Regions from separate parts of the Mus musculus genome. Here all the other regions are linked to region 2. A link is a contact called in public ChIA-PET and capture Hi-C data. All regions are on one chromosome and are shown on one strand. Each heading gives the region's core, a stretch centred on a gene start, on an enhancer-like site or on the middle of the called end of the contact. The rest is flanking DNA. Distances are from core to core; before and after follow the strand shown. Region 1 holds the start of Haao (3-hydroxyanthranilate 3,4-dioxygenase). Region 2 overlaps Eml4 (echinoderm microtubule associated protein like 4). Region 3 overlaps Haao (3-hydroxyanthranilate 3,4-dioxygenase). Region 4 overlaps Mta3 (metastasis associated 3).

Evidence for each region. ChIA-PET counts read pairs in DNA pulled down with a chosen protein or histone mark. Capture Hi-C pulls out chosen DNA fragments and counts their contacts.
Region 1: an RNA polymerase II ChIA-PET map of effector CD8 T cells shows a contact between it and region 2, with 9 read pairs. The contact joins the promoter of Haao here to the enhancer-like site in region 2. A contact is called at or near these places in 9 of 39 promoter capture datasets (the 3T3-L1 cell line, the C10 cell line, the HPC-7 cell line and 5 more), 2 of 484 Hi-C or Micro-C datasets (both in embryonic stem cells), 6 of 115 datasets of contacts at active chromatin or transcription factors (the HPC-7 cell line, effector CD8 T cells, embryonic stem cells and 3 more) and 2 of 9 other capture datasets (embryonic stem cells and liver).
Region 3: a capture Hi-C map of embryonic stem cells shows a contact between it and region 2, with 3 times the contacts expected there. The contact joins two enhancer-like sites. A contact is called at or near these places in 2 of 115 datasets of contacts at active chromatin or transcription factors (embryonic stem cells and large pre-B cells) and 1 of 9 other capture datasets (embryonic stem cells).
Region 4: an RNA polymerase II ChIA-PET map of memory CD8 T cells shows a contact between it and region 2, with 18 read pairs. The contact joins two enhancer-like sites. A contact is called at or near these places in 1 of 484 Hi-C or Micro-C datasets (LSK cells) and 2 of 115 datasets of contacts at active chromatin or transcription factors (large pre-B cells and memory CD8 T cells).

The regions. Positions count from the first base shown.
Region 1 is chr17:83,845,402-83,848,101 of GRCm38.p6, reverse strand. Haao (3-hydroxyanthranilate 3,4-dioxygenase) reads left to right here and starts at 1,312. Exons shown (of 10, transcript NM_025325.2): 1 at 1,312-1,465. The coding sequence starts at 1,386.
Region 2 is chr17:83,396,551-83,399,250 of GRCm38.p6, reverse strand. All of the region lies in intron 1 of Eml4 (echinoderm microtubule associated protein like 4), which reads right to left. Among named protein-coding and RNA genes, the nearest start is that of Eml4, 47 kb to the right of the region's middle. Within about 2 kb of position 1,305, at least 147 of the 459 cell types and tissues checked have an H3K27ac peak or open chromatin away from gene starts, as enhancers often do. A contact at or near this core is called in the HPC-7 cell line, effector CD8 T cells, liver and 3 more, where this site is marked.
Region 3 is chr17:83,829,332-83,832,031 of GRCm38.p6, reverse strand. Haao (3-hydroxyanthranilate 3,4-dioxygenase) reads left to right here. Exons shown (of 10, transcript NM_025325.2): 9 at 123-205; 10 at 311-678. The coding sequence ends at 389. Among named protein-coding and RNA genes, the nearest start is that of Gm41637, 4.1 kb to the right of the region's middle. Within about 2 kb of position 1,266, at least 98 of the 459 cell types and tissues checked have an H3K27ac peak or open chromatin away from gene starts, as enhancers often do.
Region 4 is chr17:83,731,132-83,733,831 of GRCm38.p6, reverse strand. All of the region lies in intron 3 of Mta3 (metastasis associated 3), which reads right to left. Among named protein-coding and RNA genes, the nearest start is that of Mta3, 26 kb to the right of the region's middle. Within about 2 kb of position 1,426, at least 228 of the 459 cell types and tissues checked have an H3K27ac peak or open chromatin away from gene starts, as enhancers often do. A contact at or near this core is called in memory CD8 T cells, where this site is marked.

The sequences.
Region 1 (2,700 bases), core at 63-2,562, 450 kb before region 2:
TTCCTCCTACGTTTCCTGCCCCAGGGCAACCTTGGCTGAGGAGCCTCTAGTCTGGCAGGCTCTGGGGTGGGTTTGAATGTGCTTGGCCTGGGGAGTGGCACTATTAGGAGGTGTGGCCTTGTTGGAGGAAGTGTGTCAGTGGGGTTGGGGAGGACTTTGAGGCCCTCCTCCTAACTGCCTAGAAGACAGACTGCTCCTGTCTTCTTTTAGAACAAGCTGTAGACCTCTCAGCTCCTTCTCCAGCACCATGCCTGCCTGGGATGCTGCCATGCTTCCCGCCATGATGATAATGGACTGAACCTCTGAACCTGTAAGCCAGCCCCAGTTAAACTTTGTCCTTTATAAGAGGTCTTGGTGTCTCTTCACAGCAATAAAACCCTAAATAAGACAGACACCTAGGACCATCTTCACCTGTAAAGGTCTTCACATGTGGGTGGCTTAAAACATGCAAGGGTGGGGATTGTAGGTTTATGGTGACATCCATCTGTAATCCTAGTACTGAGGTAGAAGGATAGAGTTTGAGGCTAGCCTGAGCTACATAGCAACCTGCCCAACATTCTGGGTCACAAAGTGATTTCTTGTCTCAAAAACAAAAACCAAATAATAAAATATAAACAAGACGTGTGAGGGGACAGGGACATTCTGAAGCTCCATGGCAGAGTTTGCCTAGCACACTAAAGACTCTGGTTCAATTCCCCATGGAGGGGTAAAGAGCTCACTCAGACCAGTGCTGGACACCTCATTCCTGCCCACTACTACTAGGCGCCAGGGCTGCCGAGCTGGACCAGGCCTCAGCTGCAAAGCAAGGTGAGGACAGGGTATCTCAGGTCTAGCCAATCACATCTGCAGGACTGGGCCAGACCTCCGTGCTCCGGAGGAGACTGGATGCAGCCTGTTCATTGCCTCCTGTGATGGCCTCTGTGTGCTCCTGTTGCCTTCAGTCCTCCTTGTGCTCAAAGTCTCCGATTTTCAAACCTTTATTCTCCCAACACAATGTTTCTTTAGAGGCAGGGCAGAAGAAGAAACCCGAAAAGCTGAAAGCCCAGCGTCCTGCATCTTACATGGGCCCAGTAGGTACCAGAGTCCAGCTTCGGTCCAGAGCAACTAGGTGTTGGGAGGATGCTGGCCATGTCCCAGGAGGCGGGTCTGTTCTTGGGCTTTGATCCCTGCTCCGGCGTGTGTGCAGGGGCAGGGCAAGTAGTCTCAGACTCTAGAGCTGCCCCCTCAGAGTGGCAGGGGATTGCTCAGCTCTTTGACCTCTGGTAACCTAATTAACTAGGTGGCCAACAGGAGACTGCGCAGATCGCAGGTCGCAGATCGCATCACTCCAACCTCCCGATTACCTGGCCACCACGTTGTGGGCAGAAGAGTCCTGCCTGCCGGCCATGGAACGCCGTGTGAGAGTGAAGTCTTGGGTAGAAGAGAATCGGGCCTCCTTTCAGCCTCCGGTTTGCAACAAGCTTATGTGAGTCGCCAGCACCCGGTGACTACAACCCACCCTCTTTCTTACTCCTCTTCCCTCAGCTGTCCCCTCCCCCTCTAACCTTGCGTTCCATCCACTTGGTGCTCTTCTGGGGAGGGTGAAAACGACCTGTTTCTTCTTTCACTACCTCAGTATGTTCCTCTTTCTGGAGACCACAGACTTGTGGCCATGACTTCTGAGACCAGCTTGTGTGTCTCTGAGGCTGTGAGAGATGAGGTGGCAGGGTGTGACATTCCTTCCTTCCGCAGCTGAAAGCACCTTTCCAACCCACTGCCCCCATGCACCTTGGGGAGAACCTGGTGTTCAATGCCCCGGACTAGAACTTAAGGCCTGGAGGCCTAGAACCAAGCACCTCAACCCTTGGCAAACCCCGAAGCTATGGAGTCAGATGAACAATTCTTTGGATGAGGGGGCTTGAATTCCCAATCTTCCTGCTTCTATTTCCCAAGTGCCACAACACCCTGTTTCTGAGGTGCTGAGGGAAGAAGTCAGTGAATGCTAGGCTCCCACTTTTCCAAACGGAGCTGCATCCCTAGTCCTGGGGATTCTTAATTCAGGGCTCAAGGCCAGGACACAAACACCAGACCCACCCAAGTCTCCTCTAACTACAGCACAGACTGCCTCCTTCCCCTCCCCCTCCCCTCCCTCAGTTCCACAGCAGAGCTTCTTGCACCACCTCCACAGACCCGAACTCCCCGTGTCTGTGTGGCTATAAGTTATTTCCAGTGGGCAGTGTCCCAACCCAAATGGCTCCAGACATTTCCACCCCAATGGGAAGACTAGCCAAGTATATCACATCGTCTCCTTGACTTCTCACATAGCCCCCCATGAGTTGGGATTTAATAAGTAACTTTCCCAATGTCACAGAACTAGAGGGGGACAGAGTCCATGAGCAAGCCCAGGAAGAGTTTGACTACAAAGTCCACGCATGCTCTTGGTCACTGCGCAATACCCCCGTAGCTAACCAGGACAGCCCCCCCCCCCCCCCGAGCCTCCTCTCTTCTGCCACTGCTGCTTTCCTGTTTGGAGCTTTACCATTTTTGTCTCTCTTCTCCACGTCTTCCCTGTCTGCTGTCTCTCATTTTCACTCCTCCCAGCCTTCCTCCCTCCAAGCCCGTGGGCATTTCTCTGATTCAGTCCACATCAGCCTGGTTAGAAGCAACTGCCTGCCCAGCCTCCAGGCCTGCTTACCCCCACGCCCACCCCACCCCCAGCAG
Region 2 (2,700 bases), core at 56-2,555:
CGGGCAGGGTTTAATGTTTCTTACTAATCTGAATATCTTATTTCCGAAGTAAAAATCTTCTAGAAGAAGAGTTTTTAACTAAATAATATTTTAAAACTCAGGTATTTTAAATTTGTAGTAATCAGTAATATTCATTACCTCTGTTTAACAATACAATGATAACAAAAGCAAGACTCCTTTCTGATTTTGAAAGTGAAATAATACTTTGGGTGGTTTAAATAAGGATGGTCCCCACAGGCTCATATATTTGAATACTTAGTTACCATGGGGTGACACTACTTAGGAGGTGTGGCCTTGCTGGAGGACCAGGTGCTCTCAGCTTCTTTTCCAGCACCTGCCTGCATGCTATCACACTCCCCACCATGAGCATAATTGACTAAACCTCTGAGACAGTACGGAAGCCCCTCATTCCAAGCTTTCTTTCAGAAGAGTTGTTTTGGCCATGGTTCACAGCAACAGAACACTGAGACACACTTATCTACTTTAAAAAAGACTGCTTTTCCCTTGTAAGCTATTGTCACTAAAAGTCATCTAGCATATAACACAAAAAATTGTGTTTAAGAAAATGAAAAAGGGGGATGGAGAGATGACTCAGCAGTTAGGAGCATTGGTTGCTCTTCCAGAGGTCCCCGAGTTCAATTCCCAGCAATCATGCGGTGGCTTGCAACCAATTACAATGGGATCTGATGCCCCGTCTTCTGGCACATAGGTATAATTGCAGATAGAGCATACATACATAAAACAAATAAATATCTTAATTAAAAAAAAAACATGAAAAAAGGTCATTTTACTACTGTAATCCAAGGATGGTACCTAGTTTCAAAAAAATAGTAACTATTCTATCATTAATCCAATACAAAATTTAAAATATGTGCAGATAATTCTGTTTCCATGAGGGCTTTGGTTGGACCTGACTGAGGATGAAATATACAATCTGATTTTTTAGGAGGCACTATTTTAAATTGCTGTCCACGAAAAGCTAGTGCTTTCTATTCTTTTCTCAAGGATAATAGTACATTACATAACTAACTTATGTAATATATTATTCTTGAGAAAGGATTAATATCTAATTAATATCTAAGAAGAGTATGCTTCTTAGGAGAAGAAAACCGTGTAGCACACACTTGTTATAAAGTGAGCAGTTTTAAGTACTCAGAGCACTTAGGCCAACACTTATGCCATTCTTTTCGGGCACACTTAAGAGTGCAGGGAAGAACAGGATCTTGATTAGTCCCCACCTCCAGCCTCTTTTGTTCAAGCAAGTCAAGTGTGACAGACAGGACTCTTCTACATACAGGAATCACACACTGAAGCCACTGGCAAGCTGTCTTCCGCTCTTAGCATTTCTGCCTGTTTCCTGCTGCCTTTCCGGACACTGCAAGAAAACCCCAGCTCAAAATCTCACGACATACTTGACATTCTGAGGAAATCCTCTCCATCCAGATGGCCTATCACAAAGCCCATCTAGGCTGACACAAGTAAAACATGCTTAAGACAGTCCCTCTCCTGTCCCTTTGCTCTCTGAGCTAAAAGTTTTCTGCTCATTGATAAAGTGACACAAAGAAGCTGAAGGAGAGCAAGCAAACAGGAAACAGAACTGCCTCAGGCCACAGAGACAGCTAACAGACGTGATTGCCACAGCCATGCGCTGGCTTGAGGCTGGTTGGAGGCTTGGGTGCTTCAGCTGCTCCTCATCCACAGCTTCAAATCCAAACCCAAGTTCTCCTTCTTCTGAAACTGCAACACAGTACCATTTCTATAAATACCACTTCAGAAGTACAAAAGTGATCATTTTTTTGGGTAGGAAATAAAAATAAACACTGTGCGTGCAGTGGCAGGTCACACTTCCTTCTTCCTTTTGCTTTTGTTTAAAATGAAACCCACTTGGAGCATAAAGAATAATCACTTTTCATTAATTTTAAAACCTAAATATTTAGACTATATATGATATAACCATTTCACTAATAAACATAATTAAGTCATTTTCAAAATTATTTTAAAATGTTACAAGCTATAGTAGTATCAATTAATCTATAAGATAAAACAATTCACGACTGCTTGTATACACTCATTTTAAACCATTGATGCTGACAAGTAACGTAAAGTCAGAGATATTTCAGTCTGTCTCACACCATGTAAAGCCAGGTGACAATGAATATAATGGTTTTTTTTTCATGTGAGAGGCTGTTATTACAGAGGCACCTCTGAAGGGGGGGGGGGAGTGGTGGTGAGGGGAAGAAGTGAGGAAGGGAGAAAGAGTTACAATGTATTTTTTGTGTGAGCACTTCTGAAGTCAACTAAACAACAGATTCACAAAAAAGTATTGAAGGTGGCAGAGGATTTTCTTCAATTTGTTACTTTAAAACTTTGTATTTACAAAAAACCTATACCAACCCAAAATAAACACAAGTAATATGACTGCTATAAACACATTCACACACAAAAAAATAGTTAATAAATGAACCGTAACCCAAACGGAACATGCAGAGCTGTGAAGGAGAGGAGACTACACAGGATCAATGAATCTGTAAGCTGATAGAAGTGGAATGTGGAAAACCACCTACATTTATTTCCAATAACCTTGTGGGAAAGTGGGAGCCTTTAAAAGAGTATTCTACAATAAGAATTCAGAAAGCAACTGTTCTGATTAACAACTGGTACAGATCATCAATAGGTAAGCAATGGAGAGACTAATGAGAC
Region 3 (2,700 bases), core at 17-2,516, 430 kb before region 2:
CACACACACACACACACACACACACACTTTTCTTATTTCAATGCAGGGTTTTGCTAATTCACTCAGGCTGGCCTTGAGCTCAGCCTCATCAGCCTTCACTTGGTTCTGCTGTTCTCTCACAGGAGGGCTCCTCTAAGGTGACAATGGGAGGGCAGTGTATAGCCCTGGCCCCAGATGACAGCCTGCTGGTGCCTGCTGGAACCTCGTGAGTATATGCCAGGACTTTCTGAAGCCATGACAATGATGCCCTTTTCCCTGGAACCCTTGGGCTCTGGCCTTGCCTGACTCTTATGTATCTGTGTCCCCACAGGTATGTGTGGGAGCGAGCACAAGGCTCTGTGGCCTTGTCTGTGACACAAGACCCTGCCCGTAAGAAGCCATGGTGGTGACCCTCCTGTGTGCGCCCCAAGCAGCCACAGGGTGCCTGAGTAATGACCTGGTAGCTGCCCATTTCCAGACAGCTCTTTCAGCCTCATTGCATCTCCATGGACATCAGCAGGCCCCTTGAGTGGTTGAGAGCTGTCACTGGCATCAACCCTCCTGCCTAGCTCAGCCCAGGATGCCAGACTCCTAGGACATCAGCAGTCCCCGATCTTCTAACAGCCATAGCCCTACACTGTCCCCATGTGCCCAGCAGCCTGACACTAAGAAATCTCTCAATAAAGGCATCCTGCTGAATGAGTACTTGCGAGTTTTAGGTGGCAGACCTGTGTTCCCCTGTCATGTGTTACTTGGGGACAACAGTTGCCACAGGGAGTTAGAAGGCCTGTTAATGTGTGTCATCACCTCTTGTGGATAGGTGGTTCCCTGTGCATGCAACCCTGATCCACACCCGCTCCGCATCCTGCTTATAAAGCCGCGTGCTTCTTTGTCTCTCCCTCTGTTCCCTGTTCATTCATTTAGTTGTTAACATACTTAAAAATAACAACAAACCCCCACTCTGCTGAGTTTCTTTCTCAACCACAGAAGTTATGTTATGCTAATTATGGAAAACAGAAATACCTCAAACACAGAGTTCCCCACCCCCAGAGGTAATCACTGTCATAGCTTCTACAAGTGGAGGAAAGGCAAGTGGGACATCTGTAGCTCAGAGAAGGACTTCAGCAAGAGGCCTGTAGCACTAAGCCTGCATCTGCACAGAGCAGGCCTTCCTGGGCAGCCTGGGCTCAGGGAGGGACTTCAGTGAGAAGCTGACAATACTGAGCCTGCATCTGCACAGAACAAACCTAGGCTTAGAGGCAGAGCTTCAAGAAAAGGGAACTAGAGCCCAGTCTCCCTGCCCTAGCCTGGTGGCTCACTGCTCTGACACACTCCACAGAAGGTCAAAGGGGACCTGACTTGGCTGAGGGAGCTTTCTGGCCTTGAAGGATATGACATCAGCACCTTCCTATCCCAAAGCTTTTCTATAAGCAAAGAAGGACCACACTGGTGCCTTCAAATGTCCACTGTCCAGGGTGGCCTGGTCCGTGCTTGGTGGCACCAGTGTGTTTCTCTGTCCCAGATCTGGGAAGAGAACATGCCATGTCTAGAGATGCTGGGGGGGGGGGGGGTCAGAACACAGAAGGAATGGCTCCATCTGTCAGGAAAGGACAACCAGGCTTCCTCGTTTTCTCTTCAATGCTCTCCACAAAGGTGACAATAACACCTGATTTTACAGAGGACAATTTTCTTAACATTTAAAATATGCCCCCCCACCACCCCCCAGCCATAGCGAGAAAGCTGTAAATCCCAGCAGCTGCCATTTGAGGTAGGCCAGACATGTAGCTGAATGGCAGAAGGGGAAACGGGACGTGCTTCAGAGACACGTGAGGAAGCCTGGGCTTCTGAGAAGGTTGATTAGAACAGTGGTAGCAAGAGGACGGGAGAGCCGTGCTTCCCTGAAGAAAAGACTTAACAGAGCAATTGGGCCTCAACTCCACAGGCAACCGCAGCACAGATGGGAATTCTGGGAAGGAAATGGCACTGCGTCATCAATGGAAAACGCGTCCCTCCAATCCCCTTAACATGGCTTAACAAACATCTACCTCCCTAGCCACGTTAGCCAAGGAGTTGATTGCCCTTCCCAGCTAGAATGCTAGGTCTCCCCCAAGTCAGAGAGTGCATTTTCTTGACCAGAAGGAAATAGTTTCCCCTAAATGGGCGTTACTGCTACTGTGACGCTGATGATCAGGGTGCCTCGGTGGGGGCCTCTGCTCTCCAGGGCTCTGGGTCTTTCACATGGGATCGAATTCCCTCTCCATAGTCCCCTGGGGTGGGGGTCAATCCATGTTAGACATGTTTGAATCACACAGGTCTCAGGGTCAGAGCCAGGCAGAGGCCCAAGAGAGAGACATTGTGGAGTGGAAAACAGGGGAAAGCAGGCAGGATGGAGGCCAGACAAGAGACAATGGATGCACGTATTTTGAAACCAGTGTGCATGGTGCCTCTACCCACTTCCCACTTTCTGAAAACTCACCAGTGATCTCAGAGGAAAGCCAGATGGCAGGAAGGGCTGTGGGTCCCCTGCCCAGCCTCCAGGTCACCCCTGTCTGTCCCTGGCTGCCTTTCTGTCTGCACTGCCTTCTCCTGCACCTGCCCCCTCCCTTGGCTTTCACTGTGGCTTTTCCATCCCAGGAGTATCTCTACCAGGGAGCAGGAGGCCAAGCCCGGGCCAGCCAGCCTCAGTCAGATCAAACGCTTCCAAGTCGGCTGCCTCTCCCA
Region 4 (2,700 bases), core at 177-2,676, 330 kb before region 2:
GACTAACATTTCTGATCCTCCTGCCCTGTCTTCTGAATGCTGGACTTGCAGGCTCCAGCAGCCACCCTCTTTCCATGGTGCTAAGGTTCACCAGCAGGGCTCTATGCGTGCTGGGGGTGCATACCTGCTGGGGATACACACTGAGCCGCCTCCCCAGACCCTGGAATATTTTCTAGGCCAAATTTGAATGCATTTTTCTGAGAGAACACCTGCCCAGCAGTTCTCTTGCTCTGTAACCTAAAGACTTACTCACACTTTTAAGCCCCATTGAAGACCTCAAGCTTTTATTAATGGACATTATGCCTATCAAGATTTACTGTAAAAAAGAGCAGAATTTCTTTAAAGACTTATTTCTTTTTCTTTCTTCTTTCCATTAACTTATTTATTCATTTTACATCCCTATCACGGTTCCACCGGTCCTGCCAGTGCCCCCTCAAATGGCCCCTCCCTCTTCACCGCTGAGAAGGGGGAGGTCCCTCCCAGGAACCAACCCACCCGGGCAATCTCAAGTCACTGCAGGACTAGGCACATCCACACCCACTGAGGTCAGACAAGACAGCCCAGTTAGGGGAGCAGGATCTACAGGCAGGCAACAGAGTCAGGGGTCCAGTTGCTCCAATTGTTGGGGGACCCACATGAAGACCAAGTTGCACTTCTGCTACATCTGTGTGGGGGGCATAGGTCCAGCCCATGAATGCTCTTCTGTTGGTGGCTCAGTTTCTGGGGGCCTCCAAGGGTCCTAAAGACTTAATAATTATGTATCCAGGAGAATGTGCTCTCAATGCAGGTGCCCACGAGTACAGTGCCTACAACGGCCAGGAGAGGGCGCTGGATCCCTGCGGCTTGAGTTACAGGTCTCTGTGTCCCAATGTGGAAACTGAACTCAGGTCCCCTGCAAGAGCAGTGAACTAAATGCCGAAGTTACTTCTTTAAACTTAAAACAAAAAAAGGAATATGTAGGGTGGGGATGTGCACCTGAGTGCAGGTATCCCTGAAAATGAGCCAGGTCCCCCAGAGGAGAATTACAGATGCTAACAAGCTGCCAAATCCGGTCCTTAATAACAGCAGTGTGTGTTCTTAACCTCGGAGCCTACATTCCAGAATTCATTCAATCCAGAATTTATTTTTGTTTTTTGTTTTTGTTTTTGTTTTTTAATTTCTTGTTTTGTTTTATTTTTGTTTTTGGAGACAGGGTCTCTGTGTAACCCTGGCTGTCCTGGAACTCACTCTGCAATCTAGGCTACCTCGAATACAGAGATCTGCTTGCTTCTGCCTTACAAGTGCTGGGATAAAAGGCATGTGCCACTACATAGAGCCGAAAAATTTTAAGCAAACTACAAGCACACATTCTATCAGCAGGGAAACTGTCACCCTCAAGTGCCATCCGGTCTCTGCAGAACTCCCGGCCTGATGAGCAGCTGGTGCCGGCAAGGTTAGTGTGGTTTTGAACGTTACTCTGACCTCACAGAAGGGAGTGGAAATGAGCAGTCCACGCACAGGAAGTCAGCGGGAAGAGAAGGCCGTCTGAAATGGTCCTTTCACACAGTGAGCTGCCATGACTCATCAGTTCTACAGCGAGTCAGGATCCCATCAGAAATAAGCTACTTCTGCTTTACATTTATTCAAAGAACACTGCATCTGGCAAAGGCTGCCCAGTCTTATAATAAATCAAAATCCATCTGGGATTCTGTAGCCTTAGCGTGCCACCATGCAACTTTCCGCTCGCTGTAAACTGTGAAACTTCAGAAGCGAAAATAAAAGAGCCACAAGTGTCTTAGCTAGGGGTTCGATTGCTGGGACAGAACACCACGGCCAAAGCAACTCGGGAAGGAAAGGGTACCCCAGCTTACTAGGCTCGGTCACACCCACCACTAAAAGAAGTCAGGACAGGAATGCAGAGGGACCTGGAGCAGGAGCTGATGCAGAGGCCATGGAGGGTGCTGCTTACTGCCTTGCTTTCAGGATTTGCTCAGCCTGATTTCTTATAGAACCCAGGACCTCCTGCCTACAGAGGGCTGGGACCTCCCACATCAATTATTAATCAAGAAAATGCCACAAAGGCCAATCATTTTCCCAATTGTGGTTCCCTCGTCTCAGGTAACTCTAGGTGTCAAGATGACAACAGACAACCAGCACAAGAAGTAGCCTTCCTCTCCAGCTCACTCCCAGCCCCGTCCTCCCAGAGCATCCTCCTCCTGAACTCACTCCCAGCATGGTCCTAGGGCTTCCTCCTCTCAGCTAACCACCAGCACTGCTCTCGCAAAACATTACCGTCCTGAATTTACCAGCACTGTCTTCCCTAAGCACAGTCGAGCATTTCTTCCCATAATAAACTACGTAAAAAGGATCCACATGCCTGTAATCCCACCACTCTAGAGACCTAGGCAGGAAAGACTTACGTGAGTTCAAAAACAGCCATAGTGAATTCCAGAGTAGTCAGGACTACAATTTCCAGTACCCAAATTTAGACCCAAATCCACAAAGTTGTCCTGACCACCACGTAAGCAACATGGTACACACATACAAATAAATAGATATTAAAATTTTAAAATAGGGTCGGGGGTACTGAAGTGGGGGAGTAAGAAGGGTGATACAGAAGGAGAGAGGAGGGGACATAAACACTAAGGACATTTGAAAGATATTCTTTTGTAAGCTTACTTAATAATACCTACATCATGTGTATGTGTCCCTATCCGTGTG